Linked DNA regions of Pan troglodytes: region 1 is linked to region 2. A link is a contact called in public Hi-C data. All regions are on one chromosome and are shown on one strand. The core of a region is the stretch at or near the end of the contact, and the rest is flanking DNA. Distances in the headings are between cores, read along the strand shown. Region 1 has its middle 190 kb from the start of RYBP. Region 2 has its middle 91 kb from the start of PROK2.

Region 1 (7,423 bases), core at 749-3,248, 380 kb after region 2:
CACAATTCCCAAAAAGAGGTAGAGTCTATTTTGCACCTCCTGGCCATGCGAGTCACTTTGGTCAATAGAATATAGAGAAATTGACAGTCAGTGCTCCTGTCTTTAGACCTCAAGAAGCCATGAGCACTCCTGCACTCTCTCTCTCTCTCTTCCCCCTCCCCACCCACCTTGCCTTCTCACTCTTGCTCTTGTTCCAGCTCTCAAAATCTTGACATTGACATGTGCACAAACCCAGCCTAGCCCACTGGAGGATGAGAGACCCCATGGAGGAGAGCTTAGCAGTCTCAACTGAGGCCATCTTCGATCTGACTCTAACCAGCTAACCCTCAAATACATAAGGGAGTCACCAAGTTCAGCAGAGCCACTCACCTGTCACACTTGATTATAGATACACCAATGAGCTCAGTCAAGATCAGAAGAGCCCTCCAGCTGACCAGAGGTCTCATAAGCAATAGCAAATTCTAAATGTTTTAAAATCAGCAGTTCTCAAAGCATGGTCTGGGATCTGGGAACTCCTGGGGAGTCCCTGAGGCCCTAGTAGAGGATCTGCAAAGTCCAAACTCTTTTGCTAATACTACTAACATGTTATTTGCCTTGTTCACTCTCAAGAGTGTACAGTGGACTTTCCCATAGGTTATATGATGTGTAATAACATTATTGCTGTGATAGTTAATAGAATACATGTGTGTGCCTTCTTCATTCTAAAATTATCTGAGCTTTAATTTCCTATACAGTAAATATTGATAGATATAGCTGACCTAGCAAAAGTTCTTTGAGGTCCTTAATGACTTTACAAGTGTAAAAGTGTCCTGAGACCAAAAATGTTTGAGAACCACTGTAAAACCATTGAGTTTGGGGGTAATTTGTATAAGACTTCTATACAAATATAAGCATGTAATCAAAATGTTAATAGTAATCATCTCTGGATGATGGGATTATGGGAAATGTGTATAGGGATTTTTCCCTTTTTTATACTTTATCTGTATTTTCTAATTTTTTATAAGAAATGTTTTGCTTATATGAGAAATATAGCTTTAAGATAAAGTTGACTGATCTGTATAATCTTTAGAAAGAAGAGAGAAACCTCTCTTGCTCTATGGGAAGGTCGCTCCTGTGGGAAGGTCTTGGCAGAAGGAAATAAACATGTTGAAGGCCATTCTCTGTAGCCCTGGTCACCTCCATCCAGCGAAAGTAGCAAAGGGACCCTGAATTTCCACCTCCTCCACTTCTAGAGGGCAGTTTGGTCAGCTTTCTCTCGCTGTCCTCTTTTCAAATAAGAAAAGCAAGGACTCTAGTTCCCAATGTAAGGATCCACTCAGAGAAGCCCCCAAACAAGAAGTGAGCAAGAGCCATTTTCTATTCCTGCCTGTGAAGAACCTCTAGAAGTTGACTGCATTCCAGCAGCGGTTGCCTAGGGAACACCAGTGACAAAAAGGAGCCGTGAGGACACACTAAATAACTTTAGCAACTATTTGCATTTGGCAGATGTAGCCAGGGGCAGGGCCCTGCCTGGCTCCCTGTGGAAGCCGCAGGAGCCCCACAAGGAAGGGGGGGCCACTGGAACAGTCATAGGGGAGCAGGGAGGTGGGTGAAGAAGTGAGGGCTTTAACTCTTTCATTGCCCCTCCCCAAGCCTGCTGGGGCAAGGGTTTGTCCCAGAAGAGATCTCCTGGGCTTTGTGGAAACCCCAGAGAAAGTGCAGCCTCTTCTGGGAACTGGGTCCTCCCACACACCCACAGCCTACAGCCCCCCACCCACCCGCCATGCCCCCCAGGCTTGCTTCTGCTTCCGCCACCAGGGAAGGCAGGTGACAGGATGGGCTGTGAGCTCCAGGCCCAGCCTTGCTGTGGCAGCTAATTGGGATGGTTTTTACCTGCCAGGTGAAAAGTCTGCCTGGGGAGGGGCAGTCAGCTCTCTGTCAACCCTGCTTCCTCTCTGTCTGCCAGCTCTCATTAGGACTAAGCCAGTCCCATGGAGCCCCAAGAGGAGAAGCGGCCAATGAACCAAGCCATTCCTGCCTGTGGCCTGGAAATCAGAGCTGCTTCGAGCAAGCTCTGCGCGGGCTCTTTAAGGTGAGCCTCAGTGCCTGGGCTTCCCACTCTCTGGGTGGGATGGAGACAAGACCGAAAATAGAAAGCAGCAGAGGCCCAGACCAAGCCTGGCTTTTCTCACTGACCCCTTCAAAAAGTTCTGGTCAGATCAGATGATATCAGAAATGATTGGCGCCTTTATTTCCCCCCTTTGCTTCTAGTCCCCCACCCCCTTTCCAGTTTGACCACATCTGTAGGCTCTGTTGAAACGGAGCCAACATAAACAAAAACAAACTGAAACCCAGCAGCCAGCGAGGGCGGGATGTGCCACCCATCTGGGCAGGCCACGTGCAGGGCTGAGGACTGCCAAGGCACACCTCCTGCTGGTAAAAGGCGCCGTGTGGAGTAATTAACCTCCAGGGCTTGGTGAGTGAAAAGCACCACGTAACCATGCTGGGTAATTGAAGAGGAAGAGAGGAGCGCTCTCCCGAGTGAACATTAAAATGTGTGCAGCTTGCTCGACCCTCTCAAGCAGGATGGCAGTCGGTTGGCCATGCCCCATAATGAGGCTGTCATCATTTGTCTTCCAAATTGTTGCCCAATCAGAATGGCTTCGGGACCCTCCGGCTTCTATGTATGCATATGTATAAAGAGACTTCTTAAAGCCATGCAGGATTTGTTGTTTTATTTTTTAGTGAGAATGTCCAGAGCTGGCGAAAGCAGAAGAGAAATAAACACTCCGGTAGTCTGCTGGTGAGGATGACAACTGGTCGACATTTCTAGAGGCCAGTTCCGGCTCCAATACTGCTTGCGTGTATCTGTGAAAGAGACCCAGGCGCCATGAGGCTAGGAAGGCTGGGATTTCGCAGCTCTTTGCACTGAAACTGCTGTTTCCTTGCTGGTGTTGCTGGAGCTGAAAATCCACCATCCTCCAGAACCCCAAATCTCTCCTGGCACCAGCTCCCGGTGGCCAGCAAGTCCTATCATCAACTGGAAGAAATGAATGACATGCTCGCTGCATCACACTCACTTAGAGGGGTCACACAGCAAAGCTGCTTAAGCCCCTGAAGCATTTGAGTTTAGAGATGTCTCCCCTTCAGTTGACAGCTGTGACTTTCCAGAAAACACATATGCCACTGTGAGGTAGGGTAGTTTCTTGTATTCATTATACAGTACCCAGAGCTCCTCCCTGTGCTGTTTATGCTGTCAGACATCTTGTTTACCATGAAAGACACCATCCCCCATCATGGGGGTCCCCGAAACTGGACCACCATCCAAGCTATCTAAATTCATTAGTCCCAGTAGCATATGTCCAAACTCAAATGTGGATGAGTCAGGAGACTTCACTTCTTAGAGGCTGCAAATAGACAACCAGAAAAAGGATTCTCATCTAATTCTGTTCATCTGGTCATTCAAATTCTGGTTCCTACTCCACCCAAAACACCATTACATGAGCCTGAGAAATGACTGGATTACACAGACAAATACATTCTCAATGCATTCCTTGGGATTGTGGGATTAAGCTGATTTTCTGCCCTTCGCATCTTTCTTTGCAGTAAAGACTTTCTGCTCTTCCAAGTGATTTTGAGCCTATTATTTCACAAGCATAGCAGATTGTTTGCAAAAATGGCCAAAACTATTCCACCCTCTGTATCTGCAGTCAGCCTTTGCAATGTGACTTTGCTGCTTTTCCCATCAAAAGGTGAAATTTGTTTCTCCACTCCTTGAGTCTGGGCTGGCCTTGTAACTTGCTTTGACCTACAGAATGATGCAGCAGTGGCACCATGACAGGCCTAGGTCTAGGTCTGAAAAGGTTTTGTGTCCTTCTGTCCTGGAGTCCAGAGACTCCCTGGGGTAGCCTGTTAAAGGATGAAAAGCTCATGGAACACAGACACTGTCTCAGCTGGGTCAGCCTGGACCAGCCAGCCCTTAGCAGCCCCGGCAGTTAACCACAGATGGATGAGTGAGCCTAGTCAATGCTGAAGAACCACCCAGCAGAACCCAGCTCAAACGCTGAGTCACACACAGCATCATGAGCTAAATAAATGGTGGTCATTACAAGCCACTAAGTTTGGGGGGTTCTTTTTATGCAGCAAGAGCTGATACCATGAACTCCCAAACTAAGTGGAAGGGGTGTCCACTTAGCCAATTGAGGACTCAGAAAGTGCTGGCACAGAAGGACTGGGTGTTTTATTTATTTATTCATTTATTTACTCAAGGCCTCATAGTCAGGTAGTAACATACTCAGAACTTGAATCCAAGTGCTCCACTGGCCTGTTTCCTCATTTGCATCTCCTCCTGAATGGCAGGTACTTGGGAAGCTTCCAGACAGCAGCTCCTGGAAATCCCTCCTGAGAGAGCCTGCTACATTTTCTCAGGGATCTGTCCAATTTCACCAGCTGCCATCCCACCCCAGCACCCTGCCTGTCTCCAACCCTCGGTCCACAGCAAACCCACACCCCCACCATCAGCTCCCTCATAACAACCCAGCCAGCACTGCCAGCTCTTTCCATCTGCAGGGTTCCAGCAGCTCCATCGCCAGCCAGCATCGCTCCCTTCTACAGGCAGCAAGAGCAACGAGCCCTAAGAACATGAAAACACTTCTTTTCAGCCACAGTGAAAGAGATCAGTGGGTGGGCCCGTCCACTTGTCGGCATCCGTTGGAGATCAAAGCAAACACAAGAGGGAACAGACCCAAAGGAAGGAGGAGGGAAAAGCCCCCCTCAACACGCTGCAAACCCAGCCAGTGGTTCTGAGGGGAGATGTGGGAATAATCCTGACCAAAACCCCTCCCCAAGGAGCCCAAAGAAAGGATGACAAAGAAATAGGAAGGTGGGGGGTGTGGGGTGGGAAGAGGAAGTAGCAGAAGGTACACAGGAAGGGAGGAGGGCTTGGAGGAAGCAACCCACCCTCCGGCAGCTCCCAGAGAGGGCCTTGCTCTATGGGGGCCCTCAGGGAAACAACAGGAGGGCAGGCAGCCCAAGGAGGGGGCAGCTGCACGCAGGTCCTGGCTGTGCACGCGGGCACCGGCTGCCAGCTGGAGGCTGCCCTGGCTGCGGAAGGGAGGGGGTGGTGCTTTTCTCTTCTCTCCAAAGAGTTGGAGAAAACCGAGCCCGGCCCATGAACACGGCCAGGCCCGATTTCCTCCTACCAGGCAAATTCTTTCCTGTGCTTGGGAAACACACCTGGCTAGAATTCTCATCCCATGGGCCAGGAGCTCAGAGCTTTCTGCCCAGTGGATGGTCCCTAGGGGAAATACAACGTTTGGCTAAAGCAAAAGACTCTGATGTCAAAAATCATCAGTGGGAGACACATGGCAAGCACCAAATTGGCTGCTCAGTGTGCCCTGAGTTGGTAGCAGTCACAGGAATGGTAATGGCAATAATAATAAGAGTAATCTAAGGGCCTGGTGTAGTGAGCACTTATGAGGTGCCTGGCATTATTTTATGGCCTCCTCACAGCAACTCTATGGGGCAGGCATCTGAGACGCTAGCAGCGCCTGGCTCCTTAAACACGGTGCACTCTGGCCCGACTTCATCTGCCAACACCTGCGCTGTTTTGTCAAAGGCTTTCTTCTCACTGGCTCTGCTGCCTCACCTAGCAGGCCAGCAGTCCCCCAGGAATTAATATCACCCCAGAGCAGCCCTCAGCCAATGGATGATGCAAGATCAATACCCCAGCTCCTCTGCTCTTTGAGTGGGATAACTCACTGTGGGAACTTCAGGGGCGCCCAGTATACCCAAGGGCGTTAAGCTCCAGTCACCCATTGTGGTGACTTGCTTGATAATACGCCTAATATTGGCTACCTTCTCCTCCCCAACTCACTTCCCCATGCCCCTTCTAGTGTTTCCTGGGGTCACCTTCCAAATAAACTACTTGCACTGGAATCCTTGTCCCAGGATCAGCTTCTGAGGAAAATACAACCTAAGAGAGGTACAGCTCCATTATAGAGGTGAGAATGTCAAGGCTCAAAGGGTGTTAAGAACTCAGTGTGGTCTGCCTGACCCCAAGTGCTCTTAATGACTATTCTCTACCATGGTTACTTTGATTTTTGTTGAGTCTTTGGAGTGCAAAGTGAACTTTCGTTCAGGCCAGAAAAAGCCCAAAGCTCACACCCCCATTGAGAGGGGCTTCTCACATGCTGTTCTGGGCTCTCCTGAGCAAACCAGAGCTAGACACAACTGGTTAAGAAGACAAGCTTTGACATCAGAAGACCTGGGTTTTCCTTCTGAAGATGCCACTTATGAGTCTATGGCCTTGGGTGAGTCACTTAACCTCTCTGCATCTGAGTTTCCTTCTCAGTAAAGTGAGGATACAGAGGCTCCCTGGTGAGGTGGAAATTCCAAGGAGTAAGTTCCCAATGACATGAGCGCCTGTGAGAGAGAGGAAAGTATTGCGGGCAGGACAGGGCCAGCCAGGGAGGTGTCCTTGGAACCAGCTTCAGTTAGTTTTGGGCAAGCTGCTTTCCCTTTCCCCTTTTCCCCATTTGGGTGAAATAGGTGTGTGTTGTGTCACTGATGACATGAGACTGTGAAAGTGAGACTCTCATACATGGGACAGAACTGCTTCTTCCTTTCTGGTCTTTTTGTATGAAGGATTTGTGTTTAACAGGCTTGATCTAAGTCCCCAGAGATATTTAAATAGAATCAGAATTTTAAAAACCAATCTGATTCCAGAGCACTCCACGCAGCTGCCGGGTGCCCAATTAGCATCCTGAATTGTGCCAGGCAGCCAGCCCAGTGGGTGCTCTGGCCATGAACAGCTTCAGCAAAAGCCTCCCTAGCCGCAGGCCAGGCAGAGCTGGAGGCGCAGCCATGGGGCACTGGCCAGAGGGTGGAGACCACTTCTTAGAGAGAAGACACAGAGCGAAGAGCACTCCAAGTTCAAGGCGAAGCTTTTGGAGCTGGAGCAGTGGTTCTGAACTGGTGGAGCACAGCTCCCTGGAATGCCTCAGACCCTTCATGAGTGGGCCACCACGCTGGAGACTCCTGTGTGCCCCTCCAGATTCACCTGCCATTTTCCTCTACCCTGCTCTGTGTCCCGGAAGGCCGCCCCGTACGGAGTCCTCTGGCTTCTTCTTAGTACAGTGGTCACCTCTTATCCATGATTTTAGTTACCCATAGTCAACCATGGTCCCAAAATATTAAATGGAAAAAAATCACAGAAATAAAAAATCCATACATTTTCCACTGTGCACCATTCCCAGTAGAATGATGAAATCTTGTGCTCTCCCACTTCAGCCCACCTGGGACATGAATCCTTCCTTTGTCCATTGGATCCACGCCGTCTACAATCCCCACCGTCTAGTCACTTAGTAGCCCTCTCGGTGATCAGATCGACTCTCGTGCTATCCCAGTGCTTGTGTTCAAGGAACACTTATTTTAGTGAATGATG
Region 2 (6,711 bases), core at 1,885-4,384:
GTTTCATATTAGCCTAACTTTAAAATTGTGTTTTTAAAGTAACGTTAAAGGGGTCATATCTGATTTTTCATAGCCTTAAAAAAAAAAAAAAAGAGAAGAAAAGCAAAATAAACTCCTAGCATGCTTATAGTTCCATTATCTCCCTAATTACCCTAAATTTTAATATTCTAATTACTCTAAATTTTGGAATGATGCAAATTAAACTGTTACCTAACTTGTTGACCTTGTAGAAAGAGTGGAAAGGGAACAAGAGCTGGATATTTTGATTCCAGAGGCACTGGTTTCATCACGGTTTTGGGTAGGAACCAAAAGTACCGCACATCAAAACAGTAGCTGTTTCCTTCAGCCCACACGGGCACACTCAGGTCAAGTATTCTGAACCAAAGGCACAGGTTGACTCTTGAGAGCCGTGGGCCCCTTCACCAGCCTAAGGGGATGACTTGGGAATTTCAAACATCCGGGATTGCCACAGCATCATACCTCATCTAAAGTAGGTCCCTCTTTGTAGGATGAAAAGAAAAGCTCTTTTCTTGCACCTTTCACCAGAGGAAGTGGATTTGGCTCAGCAAAAGGGCAGGCTGCCGATGGGACCAGAGGACTCCCAGGCCTAACCTCTACTTCGAGAATGGGCAAACCCTGGCCAGCAGGCCTGATCTAAGAGCTATGTTCAGAAGCACAACAGAGTACAGCCACTTTGGAAAACCATCTGGCAGTTTCTTACAAAACTTACCATGCAATCCAGCAATTGGGTTCTTAAGTATTTACCCAGTGAGTTGAAAACTTATGTCTACACAAAAACATGCACGCAGATGTTTATTGAAACTTTATTCATAATTGCCAAACTTAGAAGCAACCAAATGTGGCTGGGTGCAGTGGCTCACGCCTGTAATCCCAACACACTGGGAGGTTGAGATAGGCAGATCATTTGAGATCAGGAGTATGAGACTAGCCTGGCCAAGGTGGTGAAACCCTGTCTCTACTAAAAATTCAAAAATTAGCCAGGTGTGGTGGCAGGCATCTGTAATCTCAGCTACCCAGGGGGCTGAGGCAGGAAAATCACTTGAACCCGGGAGGTGGAAGTTGCAGTGAGCTGAGATCATGCCACTTCACTCCAGTCTCAATAAGAGTGAGACTCCATCTCCAAAAAAAGCAGCAGCAACCAAGATGTCCTTTAATTGGTGAATGGATAAACAAACTGTGGCACATCCATTCAATGGGATATTATTCAGTGATAAAAAGAAATGAGCTAGTAAGCCATGGAAAGATATGGAGAAACCTTAAATGCATATTACTACATTAAAGAAGCCAATCTGAAAAGGCTGTATACTGTATGATTCTAAGTATATAACATTCTAGAAAAGGCAAAACTATAGAAATAGTAAAAAGATCAGTGGTGGCCAGGGGCTGGAGGAGAGGGAAGGATAAATAGGTGGAGCACGGGCTGGGCGCGGTGGCTCACACCTGTAATCCCAGCACTTTAGGAGGCTGAGGTGGGCAGATCACCTGAGGTCAGGAGTTCGAGACAAGCCTGGCCAACATGGAGAACCCCATCTCTACTAAAAATACAAAAAACTAGCCGGGTGTGGTGGCAGGCACCTGTAATTTCAGCTACTTGGGATGCCGAGGCAGGAGAATCACTTGAACCTGGGATGCGGAGCTTGCAGTGAGCCGAGATCATGCCATTGCACTCCAGCCTGGGTGACAAGAGCAAAACTCCTGTCTGAAAAAAATAAAATAAAATAAAATAAAATAAAATAAGTGGAGCACAGGGGATTTTTAAGGAATGGAGCTATTTTGTGTGATTCTGTAATGGTGGATATATGACATCATGCATTTTCCAAAACTCAGAATGTTCATCACCAAGTGAACCCTAATGAACCCTAATGCAATCTATGAACTTTAGTTAAAAATCATGTTATCAATATTGGCTCATCAATTGTAGCAAATGTTTCATGCTGATGCAAGATGTTAGTAATAGGGAAAATGGCTGTGTGTGCATATGTGTGGGTAGGCGTGAGAGCATATATGGGAACTCCCTGTACTTTCCACTCAGTTGTTCTGTAAATTTAAAACTGTTCAAAAAAAAATTAAGTTTCCTAATTCAAAAAACACACACAAAACACATGTGAAGGGCCTCTTGCCCTGGCCAGGTCCCCGGGCCCCATTGCAACATTTCGTGGATTTGGCTTAGTTTCCTGTTGGTTTGCACCCTGGGTTTTCTGAACTTCAAAGGACCCTGGCTACCTGAGGTGTTCATTCCTACCTGTTGCCTGTCTTGATCATCTTCAAAATCACCTGCAGTGCTAGACAAACTCTGCCCACACCAGGAATGTTTCAGCTTCTCCCACAGGTTTACCCATAGTACCTTGAGCCTTTGTGTCTCTGAGTGACAATTTCCTCATCCATAAAATGGACATAACGACACAATCTGTCTTTACACTTGTTCTCATGCAACCCACCTGTACCAAGTTCCTTCCTTGTGCCAGGCACTGTTCCAGGCACTAGGGCTGCTACTGTGAAGAAAAGAGACAAAACTCCCTGCCCATGTGGGCTTCTATTCTAGCAAATGGATTAGTAGGAAAACTCACGGAATTTCTAAAATAGTGTTTGGCTCATAGCAGGTGCTTGATAAATACCAGCAACTGTAGCGGCGAGCCCACTGCCTCTACTGGGACAAGAGCTATCATTCGGGGCTTGGCAGGAAACACCTGTGCAAACCCTGGAAATGCCATCCCCAGGCAGGCTGCAGCAACTTTATGCCCCAGCAGATGGCAGCAGCTGCAGACACATCCCATGGTGGCCCTGAGCGCCTGCTAAGGGGAGGGAGGAGGGATGGGCTGATGAATGAGAGGCTCAGACTGTTATCCTCTGGATCACAACAAAATCCTGTTCTTTCCTCCTGAAAACAGAGCTCCTTATCTTATCGAGTCATCTCTAGCTTTGTCCTTTCAAAAGCAGCCACTTAACCCCCTGCAGCAGGGAGACAAATCCTTCCCAGCCCTGCAAGTCAGACCTGAGGTTTCAACTGCTGAATTTGAAAGCGGAAACCACCTGAGAATTTAGTGAGTTCAGAGGGTTACAAAGTCAAAGGCCTCTAGGGGCCAGGTAGGGAATGATTGCATGAGCAGGAGGAAAGAGGAGAATTGGCTGAAAGGCTAAAGATGCCTCGCAAAGCTCTTCCTGGCTCCACCGGATCGGGCAGTGCAGATCACCCCAAATGCTGGGAGGAGCCAGATATCTGGACTGTGATGTGATGTCACCCCGTTTTTTTTTTTTTCTTGAGACAGGGTCTTACTCTGTTGCCGAGGCTGGAGTGCAGTGGCACGATCATGGCTCACTGCAACCTCCACCTCCCAGGCTCAGGTGATCCTCCCACCTCAGCCTCCAGAGTAGCTGAGACTACAGGCACAGGCCACCATGCCTGGCTAATTTTTGTATTTTTCTTTTTTGTTGTTTTTGTAGAGATGAGGGTTCATCATGTTGCCCAAGCTGATCTCGAACTCGTGGGCTCAAGCAATCCACCCACTTCTGCCTCCCTAAGTGTTGGGATTACAGGTGTGAACCACAGTCCCTAACCTGTTGCCCCATTTTCAGAGCACAGTGTTGGCCCAAGAACTTCTCTGACAATTGGATTTGGCCTGAGCTCTCTAAGTTGTGACCCCTGACACTTCACTTGAGCTATTTCCAGATAAATTACACGTCCTGATGGAAGCCCAAAGAGGAGTGGTAATTTGCTGAAGGCCACCCTTTGAGTTGGGCACAGGCCAGAGTTAAACTGAGTTCCCTTCGCTGGTTCTGCTTGTAAAGCTGCATCCCTCTGCCATTAAGTGGGCTGTGTTTATGTGTGTGTCTGAGAAGAAAAGCAAAGTGGTAAAAACATGGAGTGTAGCCTGAGATAACTGCAACTGGTATTATTACTTCTCAACTATAGATAATAACAGCACTAACAATGCTGAACAATTTATTGGGCATAGGTGCCAGGCACTGGGCTGAGTACTTTCCATGGATTAACTCATTGCATCCTCGTGCCTAGCCCAGGAAGACATTGTCATTATCCCCGTGTCATACAGGTGGAAAGGAGGGCATGGAGTGATCTTCTGAGAATTGCTGAGCTGGAAGTGGTAGGATCTTAATCCTTTTGCTTTGACAAGGGAGTGATCAAAGGAGGGCTCTCTTCCTGGCCTCTTGGCCCAGGGGCCACCCCAGGGAGGACGCTGGAGGGATGGTCCCCTGAGATGGGGTTGCTATAGGAAAGGGTTCACAATCCAGACCCCAAGAGAGGGTTCTTGGATCTTGCCCAAGAAAGAATTCAGGGCGAGTCAGTAAAGTGAAAGCAAGTTTATTAGGAAAGTAAAGGAACAAAAGAATGACTACTCCATAGACAGAACAGCCCTGAGGGCTGTTGGTTGCCCATTTTTATGGTTATTTCTTGATGATATGCTAAACAAGGGGTGGATTCTTCGTGCCTCCCCTTTTTAGACCACATAGGGTAACTTCCTGATGTCGCCATGGCATTTGTAAACTGTCATGGTGCTGGTGGGAGTGTAACAGTGAGGATGACCAGAGGTCACCCTCATCACCATCTTGGTTTTGGTGGGCTTGGGCCGGTTTCTTTACTGCAAAGTGTTTTATCAGCAAGGTCTTTGTGACCTGTATTTTATGCTGACCTCCCATCTTATCCTGAGACTTAGAATGCCTTAACCGTCTGGGAATGCAGCACAGCAGGTGTCAGCCTCATTTTACCCAGCTCCTATTCAAGATGGAGTTGTTCTGGTTCACGCGCCTCTGACAGGGGGATCCAGGACCCAGGCTTGCTGGGAAGGGGTTTGGAGAGACCATTTCCTCCCCACCTGGCCTGCAGGCATCACAGCTGACAACTTTCTACCTCTCTGCATCCTCAGATAACCTTCCTGGGGAAGGTGGCAAATGACACAGGAAAGAGAAACAGGCCTAGACCAGGAAAACTGGGAGGAAGGGTAAGAAATTTGCTCTGGCTTCCTGACAGAGACTGACCCCAAATGGGCCCTGGGGACTCCAGTGAGGCAAGGGGGTCCTCTGGGGAGCTTCAGAGCCTGTTAGAAGTGAGTGGAATGCCTGTTGGTTCTGCCAGGACACTGGTGACACAGCGTATGGACTAGAAGCAGGAGGGTAAGGGCAGCCAGCACCAAGTCTCTTCCCACCCCTCTCTGCTCAAGATTCTTCCAACGTCCTCTTACAATAACTCGCTCCCCGCTCTCCTGCCTCACATTCAGACATAAACTCAATATTCAGTGCTTTTCTAGTATTTTCTAGCTTGCCAGAACTCTCAGAGTTGTAATGCTGTATCTGGACTCTCCCTTCTCAGTATTTACTAGTTTATCGCTTAGGTAAGTCTCCTAACATCCCCGAGCTCAGTTTTCTCATCTGTAAAATGGGATAACAATACTTACTTTACAGGGTACGGTTCTTGTGAACTTTAGAGATAACATAGTACAACGTCTGATGTGGTGTTGAAACTCAATACACTGTATTAGTTACTGTTATGCTTCCTCAGGACAGGGTCTCATGCCTTGACCTTCTCATTCCCCCCAAACAACAACAACAACAACAAATGCTCTGGTGCTGCACTCTGGGTGGGCTTTGTCAAGGAATCCAAAACCAATCAAGAAAACTACTTCATGAAAAAAGTTTAAACGGAAAATAGTGGTTTAATGTGTTTTCCCTCCAGGGTAAGATTTGCACTTTAACAGAATTTTTCAATGCCTTAAGTTGAATGAATGATGAATAGAGGGGGCTGCAGCAGAAACCAGGCTGCCAGTGCACATGTGCAGCTTGGAGGTGCTGTGGTACTGATGCCGAGGAAAACTAGGACACAGAACACGAGACACCGTCATTTGGAATCACTTCTTCTCTCCTTTACCTTCCATACACACACCCCTCAAACCATCAGAGTTAGAGATGCCTTGAATCAGGACTGTGTTTTTCCTCTCCATATTTCCCAATATGTAAAATGAAATCATAACAACCATCATAGCCATGTCCTAGGGATGTGATTGTGAAGACTGAATGAGTTAATGCACATAAAACCCTCACCGCAATGCCTAACACCTAGGAAGCACTATATATGGGTTACTTGCATAATTACTGGGTTGGCCTTAAGTTTCAGTTCCTACAAATGTGAGCTATTAGTGAACGTTATTCCTTCTGTTCAAACTTGCATTTGAAGATATACGTGTGTCACATTTCCTGAAATCTTGAAGGTCTCTCAAACGTCATTTACATTTGGATTCAGAGGGAACTATACTTAATCTATGCTCTATTGTTAGCATAAAGCAGCTTGCTGCATTGGGAAAGACACAGGGGCAGATGATTCAGAGCTTGCTGACCTTGGAGCTGTGTGACCTTGGACAAGGTGAGAAACAGGAATAATTCATGGAGTCTTTTAAGGGTCAAATGGCATCGTGGATGTGAAAGATAAAAACCTTAAGAAAAGAGTAGAAAGCTGTTATTACTAACACTGCCAAATGGATTCCTAGGAAGTGGGATGAGGGATTTTCCCTGCTTCTGCTCCCTAAACTCAGCATCTCATACATCAGTAGATGTGGGTGGGGTGACTGGCCCGGGATAGCACACACGGCTGCTTAAAGCTGGCCCGTGGAGATGTTTTGGCTTAAGGATCCGAGCATGGAAGGGAACACATATGGCCTTTTCTTGCTGAGAAAGGAAGACGAT

Evidence for each region. A called contact is a pair of places that touch in the nucleus more often than the background predicts.
Region 1: a Hi-C map of induced pluripotent stem cells shows a contact between it and region 2, with 2.1 times the contacts expected there. The contact joins two enhancer-like sites. A contact is called at or near these places in 2 of 7 Hi-C or Micro-C datasets (induced pluripotent stem cells and stem cell-derived neural progenitor cells).

What each region holds. Positions count from the first base shown.
Region 1 is chr2:76,247,928-76,255,350 of NHGRI_mPanTro3-v2.0_pri, forward strand. No RefSeq gene overlaps it. Among named protein-coding and RNA genes, the nearest start is that of RYBP, 190 kb to the right of the region's middle. Within about 2 kb of position 1,999, at least 10 of the 24 cell types and tissues checked have an H3K27ac peak or open chromatin away from gene starts, as enhancers often do. A contact at or near this core is called in induced pluripotent stem cells, where this site is marked.
Region 2 is chr2:75,865,862-75,872,572 of NHGRI_mPanTro3-v2.0_pri, forward strand. No RefSeq gene overlaps it. Among named protein-coding and RNA genes, the nearest start is that of PROK2, 91 kb to the left of the region's middle. Within about 2 kb of position 3,135, at least 4 of the 24 cell types and tissues checked have an H3K27ac peak or open chromatin away from gene starts, as enhancers often do. A contact at or near this core is called in induced pluripotent stem cells, where this site is marked.